Regions from separate parts of the Sus scrofa genome. Here region 1 is linked to region 2. Evidence: chromatin contacts called from public Hi-C data. All regions are on one chromosome and are shown on one strand. The core of a region is the stretch at or near the end of the contact, and the rest is flanking DNA. Distances in the headings are between cores, read along the strand shown. Region 1 holds the start of OXSR1 (oxidative-stress responsive 1). Region 2 holds the start of MYD88 (myeloid differentiation primary response 88).

Region 1 (3,622 bases), core at 844-3,343, 44 kb after region 2:
ATGGGTTCAGGTCCCAGTCTGAGTTCCAGCTGAGTAAAAGTCCCATTTCAGTTGTATGGTTTCACTTCTTCTGGTACAAACCTTGAGATTTCTTTTTTCTTTTTTTTTTTTTTGGTTTTTAGGGCCCCACCTGTGGCATATGGAAATTCCCAGGTTAGAGGATGAATCAGAGCTGTAGCTGCTGGCCTATGCCACAGACACAGCAACGCTGGATCGGAGCTGTGTCTTCGACCTACACCACAGCTCATGGCAACACCAGATCCTTAACCCACTGAGCAAAGCCTAACCCACATCCTCACGGATACTAGATGGGTTCATAACCCACTGAGCCACAAAGGGAACTCCAAAACCTTGAGATTTCTAATCTCTACCATCAGGTTTATCTCCTGACAGATCTGATCCCCATCTCTCTTCTCCCTGCCAAATGAAAGGCAAGAAACACATGGCAATAAAGGTGTCAGTAGTAACAGCTGAAACCAATCTTTACAGCAAGGCCTGTGCTATGCTTTCAGACATGGGAACAATAGCACCTTCGCCGTGACTGGATATTCTAGCCTCTCAAATTCCTCCTGTTGGCATCAATGTGAACTTTTCAGGGTCTCCTCTGTGAAACATTATCCAATGCCACCAACCAGGTGGAAACCTGCTAACAGCTTCGTTCTGCAGCTCCCAGTTGACTGCTTTGGTTTTGTGGTCAATGGATTTCCTGCACAAGGTTTCCAGTGCCTGGTAGGGTATGGTTCTTAATGACTAATACAGGTCTGAAAGATGTTCAACTCAGAGGGGTTCACAACCGAGCCTGACCCACATCGATACTCTCGTCTCCATTCTACCAAGCGCGTTCAATTTTCACCTCATTAATTTCCCCCAAAGACCTAAGTGTTCAACTTGAGAAAACTTAAGTTCAGTGAGGTCACACAAAAGTCAAGGCCCTTGAAATGACCTCAGATACCGTGGGCCAAACCTCACTCGTTTAGTATTTCCAGCCACATCAAGGGAAAAATGCCAACCTTCTGAGGTCCCAAGGTAAGGGCTCACTTGAGCTCCCGACCCAAAGCTTAGAGGGGACAGAACACCCTCCTGCCCCGTAAGGTTAGAGAAAATGCTATATCGCGCGCTGCAAAGAAAACTTCCGCCTAGAAAGTGTCGTCACTTTCGGTGAACTTCCGGCTCCACTCAGTCCCGTGGCCAAAGGCCTTTTATCCTATTTGGCAGTCGTCCACACTCCCAGGTTACCCCACCCAGCTGCTCCCTAGGGTTTCTCCACACCCTGCGGAGCCTTTTGCACGTCTTGAGGGTGTGACGGTTACGCCGCGACGTCACTCGGCGGAACCAGGCAAAGCAATCAAGGTACCAGAGATCGCCAAAGATCGGAGCCCTGTCGCCAAACCGCGCGCCGAGCGCCTGGAGGCAGGACTAATTTATGAGTGACGTCCACACACGCCTATTGCCTTTCTGATTCCTTCTCAAATAAGCCAATGAATGCGACGGCGGAGACGGCAACGTGCCCCAGCCGCCAGAAGTGGCTCCGCCCCCTCTACTCGACCGCCCTTTAGTTGCCATGCTTAGTGTGGCTAAAGCTTCTGGGCTATTTAAGGCTCTTCTCTGGCTTTCCGAGTTCCTTGCCGAACTCCTGCCAAAGCATTTCCTCCCTCCCCTTGTCAACTTCCTCCTCGAGCTCCAAGCGCTTTCGCTTTTTATCCAGCCACTCTTGATATGGCGCCTGGGGGCGTGGCCCATGGAGGCGTGCCCGGCGTGGTGACGTCAGCGCGCTGCGTGTCGGCAGGTGGAGGGAGAAGGGAAAGTTTGGCCCGTGCGTGGGGCTAGGGTGGAGGGCGGGACGGAGGGGCTGGGCCCAGGCGAAGCTAGTGTCGCTGCAGCAGCGGAGGCCGAGGCCAGGCGCTGGGCCGAGCCGGGGAGTGCCAGCCGCGGAGGAACAGGAGACGAGGTCTGCCGGCGTTTCGAGCCCACCGCCGCTTTGCCGCGCGGACACCCCCCGCCAGGCGCCGTCCGACCAGTGGCTGTTCCAGAGGCGGTTGGTGGGGGCGCGGCAGCAGCGGTTGGGGGTGGGGAGAGGCGCGGCTAGGAGACGGGAGAGGTCAGCGAGTTGGAGGGAGAACCGAGTGCGGTGCCGCCGTCATGTCCGAGGACTCCAGCGCCTTGCCCTGGTCCATCAACAAGGACGATTATGAGCTGCAGGAGGTGATTGGTAAGAGCTGTCGCCTTGGAGGGAGGAGGCGCTACGTTGGGCGGCGGGTGACACGCGGGAGCTTGGGGAGGGCAGGACCCTCAGATATTCTTGGGCACTCGAGCGGCCCGGGGCGAGGTAGGGCGCGTGGGTGAGGCTTTGCGTTTGTGCAGCGCGTGCGAGGCAGGGAGGCTACTTTGAGTGGCGCTCCTGTGCGGCGGGGCAGGGTGGGGTTTGAGGGGCTCCCAAGAGATTTGCGTACTGACTGATGTTTGAACCTGAGCGACAGGTGTGTTTGGGAGAGAAAAGTGCAGGTGTCGGAAAGGCCTTTACAAGGCGCTTCGAGAAGTGAGGTATTGCAGTTGGGACACGGCCCCCTATTTGGGGGGTGATGGGATAGAGTGCTTTTGTTCACTTCAGCATCCTTGTAAGAAGTGCCAGGCGTTGCTGGGATGGAGCCAGGGATCCTCTCCAGATGAAGCTGCAAGTACAGCACTGAGCTTTGTAGACAACTTGCGACTGCTTGAAATTGACTTTCTAGTTACAGAGGTAGACATTAGATAAGTAGGCAAATAAAAAGAATGACAGGTTTTGGCAAGTGCTAGGAAGGAAATAACCAAGAAGTTCTGATAGAGAATAACCTAGAGACCTAGTCGGGGCGATTTCAAGGAAGTTGTTTTTTCCGAGGCATTGACATGGAAGTTGAGCACTGAAGGATGACCGTCTTAAAGAGCCTAAGGAAGATTTTTCCTTCCTGAGGGATGAGGAAATGCAAAGGCCTTGAGGAGGGAAGGAGCTTGGTGTGTTTTAGGACCTGAACGAAGACTGGTAAGGATAGAAAAGTAAGGGAAGGGCCAGATCTTAGGGACCTTCTCAGCCAAGGTGAGGATTTTGGAATTTTATTTTAAGTGTTATTGAGCGCCTTCAAGGGGAACATGACATGATTTGATGGGTCTGGCTGTTTTGTGTGAAATGGGTTTGAAGGGGTCCTGGGAATACCAGTTGGCAGAAACCAAAACTTGCACAAACATGGATTGTAATTCTCTCTGAGAGGCACAGTGATTGAGGGAGCGTGGGGGCCAGGGATGAGGGGGTATTTGTTGGACAACAATAATCCAGTGATTTTAGAAATCAGAAGGGGGTGGGTTCAGCTAAACAGAAGCTCAATACAACTGATAGGAGCAGACCCCTGTGTGTTGGAGGAAGGAGATTGTCTACTTTGCTAGCTCAGCATCCTGTCCTAAAATTAGTTTTATAACAAAGAGTGGATGAAAACCCCTTAGCTGGTCTTGTGGGGTTTGAGTGTTTATTGCATTCTGCCTGTATTTAAAGAAACTTCGTCACATTTCTTTTTTTCACTTTACTTGCCTCTTGTTTCGAAACAAATCTGGGCTAAGTTTTATCTGAAAGACATCACAACTTTTTCCTTAAGCC
Region 2 (3,714 bases), core at 343-2,842:
CTACACTTAAGTCCACCGGGTCCTAAACCCCGCCCACGGCTCCTAAGCCCCGCCCACGGCTCCGTGCGTCTAACAGGCCCTTCCCTCTAAAGAGTCTCGCCCCAGCCAACCAGAAGACGAATTTGCCTGAGGTCCCGCCCCCAGCCGCAAATCAAACCTCCTAAAGCTGGACCCAAGAGGATCTTTCCACTCAAAGCCCGCCTACAGGAGCCTGCAGCTGCGAGCCGGTAGGTGAACTTTCCTGAAGCCCCGCCCAGAAATGCAGTTCGGAAACCTTACCGCTTGCAGCTCCGAAACCTTTCCGCTTGCAGCTCCGCCTACCCGAGGCGGGTCTCCAGAAGTTCCTTCCGTGTCTTGAACCAAACTTCGCCACTGCCAGGATTTCCTTTCCCTACAACCCTGCCCACTGCCCGCCGCCAAACAGAAGGCGGGCCTGTCAGAAGCGCCGCCTACAGCTTCTGGCTCGGCGCTCTTACCCTTTCCTAACTTTCTCTTCAGTCTCCCCCAAGCTGGGGGACCTAAATAATTCCGAGACCGCCCAGAGCCAACCCAGACGAGCTTGTGCTCTCCTGGGAAATCTTTCGAGAGGAACTGGGAACTCTGGGACGGTAGGAGAACGGATCGTATAAAGGTGCCGAGATGAGACAGGCTCCCTATCTGGAGAAAGGGCCTCATACTTTTTTTTAAATAACAATTTTACAGTCATTGGGGATGGTTTGATTAGTGCCCACCTCCGCCACTAGGCTGGGGTCTCTAAGGCAGGGAAAGACTCTGTATCCAGGGTGCCTGCAATATACTTGACACTTAACAGGTGATCACTAAATACCTATCGAATGAGCGAATGAATCAAAACTCCCCAGATCAGGACGGCGTTCCCTGCCTCCTGAAGAGCAAGGCCAGGTGCCTGCTTGACTCTCAGCGGAAATGTGTTTTCCCATACCCCAGAGGGTAGTACCGGGGTTCTCTTCGACGCGGAAGGCCAGTGTGTCCTGTTATCCCAATCACGGAGGATGAGACCCCCACTTTTCAAGGGTCCTCAGGCTCCAGAAGGCAGTATGCCTTTTCCCACCTCCACCTCTGAGTGCACAGCCGAGGATTTCCCCGTGGTCTTAGAGGCAGGATTGCGTGTTCCACCAAAATTTGGTGTTTGGGAGACGGCAGAGCCGATGCCTGTCCCCTTGCCCCTTCCCCACCATTCTGGAGGGCAGGACCGTATGAACCCCTCAGATCCCCAATGGAAAGGTTGTAATTCCACCAGAACGCAAAGGGCAAGGTCCCTGTTTCCTATAACCCTCCAAGGAGGGTCGTCGTCCCACCGCCGTAACAGACCCTTGAAGACAGGAGGAAAGACAGCTTCACGGACCTCAAAAGGCAGGTTCCCAGGCTCCACAACCCCCGTCCCCCGAGATCCTGAGAGCTGAGACGGGGCGTCCCCCACCTCCACACATCTGCTGGGCTCCAGATTGTAGGGCAGGGTGGCGCTTCTCGGAAAGAGAAACAGGCGGGGCGGGACCAGGAGGGCGGGGTGGCTTTATGGGAAGGAGGAAGCACAGGCCCACAAGGCGACTCGACAGCGCGGAGGCTCCCCGGCGGCCCGCCATGGCTGAAGGAGGCTCCGGAGCGGAGTCCGCGCCCCCCACCCCCTCCATGTCCTCCCTGCCTCTGGCAGCGCTCAATGTGCGAGTGCGGCACCGCCTGTCGCTCTTCCTAAACGTGCGGACGCAGGTGGCTGCGGACTGGACTGGGCTGGCGGAGGAGATGAACTTCGAGTACCTGGAGATCCGGCGGCTGGAGACGCATCCCGACCCCACGCGCAGCCTGCTGGACGACTGGCAAGGACGCCCTGGCGCCTCGGTGGGCCGCCTGCTCGAGCTGCTTGCCAAGCTGGGCCGCGACGACGTGCTGGTGGAACTGGGGCCCAGCATTGGTGAGGACGTTCTCTTCGCCGCATATCCAAGTTGCCAGGGTGGGGGTGGGGGTGTGTGAAGGCGCTGACCTTCACTCGCCTCAGCATCCATCCCTCCTTTCCCGCCTGGGGTGGAGGGTGGTGGTAATCTAGGGGTAAAGAGGGAGACACTGGAGGCAGCATGTATGGGGGAACCGCGCAGAACCAGTTCCCTCTTTCAATAGCCGGGTATGATAGGGGCTAGAGAAAGGAGGTGAAGGCCTGGAAAGGCAGAGAAGGAAGGAAACAGCTCAGGCAAAGGCTTTCAAGCAGGTCCAGGAATCAGAATTGGGATCCTCTGTAGGGGACTTGGGACTGCTTCAAGTAGAGCAGCAGGGCAGATAAGGGACTGAAAGCTGACAATCTTGGAAACCTCAGGTTCCTAGAAAATGCATCCTTTTCCGCTACTTGCTGACACGTATCTGCACAGGCATGGGGACAGTGGCCCATAGATGGGCACACCTTGCTTGGTTGGGGCCACTGCCCTAGCTGCACATAAACCACCAGTCTCCTGAGTTCTTATATGCCCTGCTCACATCAGCTGTGGATCCTAAAAGAAGCAGATTGTGGATTCTATTCTCAGGAGCCCTACCTAGGAAGTGGGAGTCAGGGGGGCAAAGAGAGAGAGACACACAAGCCTGAACTTAATGTCTTCCATCACAGCCAGAACACCACTGACATCCCTTTACAATGGCCAGAGACAGGTGGGAGCTCACCTTTTCAGAGCTGTTAAACTCTGGATGGCACCAATGGGCTGGAGAAGCCCCGGAGCCAACATGACCTGGGAGGTGGGACAGGGGCTGGGTCTGGACTGTGGAAGAGGCACGGAGTACCTCTGGGGAGCTGGCCACACTTTGTCTCTTCCTCACAGAAGAGGACTGCCGAAAGTATATTCTGAAGCAGCAGCAGGAGGCAGCTGAGAAGCCTTTACAGGTGGACTCTGTAGATAGCAGCATCCCTTGGATGTCAGGCATCACCATTCGAGATGACCCCCTGGGTAAGTGCCCAGTACTTCCTTCCTAGGCCACAGGACACTGCGGTGTTAAGAGCATGGATGTGGCACTTTGGGCAAGACACTTAATCTCTCTGAGCTTTATTTTCCTAAGAAACAGGAAGAGTAGTAGTCTTATCTCTGGGTTTGGCATGACAGTTTCATATGATGTATCTGTCTCATGGTCAGCCTAGGGCTTAGCTGGGGGGTGGGGGTAGGGTGCTCATCTTTCCTCTCCTAGGAAAGACCCTTTCTCTGAATAGTGTCATCTCAGAATTGTGTAGGGTCTGGGACCAGGGGTGCTTAGTCTTGGGGCACCTGACTGGGTTCCTCCCCAGCCATCCTGTAGAGCTCTGACCATAACCCTTGTGCTCTGCACCCAGGGCAAATGCCTGAGCATTTTGATGCCTTCATCTGCTACTGCCCCAGCGATATCCAGTTTGTGCAGGAGATGATCCGGCAGCTGGAACAGACCAACTATCGGCTGAAGTTATGTGTGTCTGACCGAGATGTCCTGCCTGGCACCTGCGTCTGGTCCATTGCTAGTGAACTCATTGAAAAGAGGTTGGCTAGGTGGCCAAGGGACAAGTGGGTGGGTGTACAAAGCCCTGCCAGGGATCCTGATGCTGAGATCCTCCCAGCTGGACCCTGGCTAGCCTGAGAACAGGGGACACCTCTAAAGGCTGTCCCATGGGGGTGTGCTGAACAAGGTCACCACAGTGCCTGCAGCCTGCTCACTCTCCCGTAGGTGCCGTCGGATGGTAGTGGTTGTCTCTGA

The links. Hi-C and Micro-C count contacts between places; a contact is called where the count stands out from the background.
Region 1: a contact with region 2 is called in a Hi-C map of liver, with 4 times the contacts expected there. The contact joins the promoter of OXSR1 here to the promoter of MYD88 in region 2. A contact is called at or near these places in 2 of 5 promoter capture datasets (fetal liver and liver), 23 of 47 Hi-C or Micro-C datasets (alveolar macrophages, blood, brain and 10 more) and 2 of 2 datasets of contacts at active chromatin or transcription factors (alveolar macrophages and skeletal muscle).

What each region holds. Positions count from the first base shown.
Region 1 is chr13:23,018,746-23,022,367 of Sscrofa11.1, forward strand. It overlaps OXSR1 (oxidative-stress responsive 1), which reads left to right and starts at 2,094. Exons shown (of 18, transcript NM_214342.1): 1 at 2,094-2,209. The coding sequence starts at 2,140. It overlaps ACAA1 (3-ketoacyl-CoA thiolase, peroxisomal), which reads right to left and starts at 1,393. Exons shown (of 15, transcript XM_003132103.4): 1 at 1,270-1,393; 2 at 1-130.
Region 2 is chr13:22,975,359-22,979,072 of Sscrofa11.1, forward strand. MYD88 (myeloid differentiation primary response 88) reads left to right here and starts at 1,593. Exons shown (of 5, transcript NM_001099923.1): 1 at 1,593-1,927; 2 at 2,817-2,942; 3 at 3,320-3,500; 4 at 3,685-3,714. The coding sequence starts at 1,600. It overlaps ACAA1 (3-ketoacyl-CoA thiolase, peroxisomal), which reads right to left. Exons shown (of 15, transcript XM_003132103.4): 4 at 1-2,055.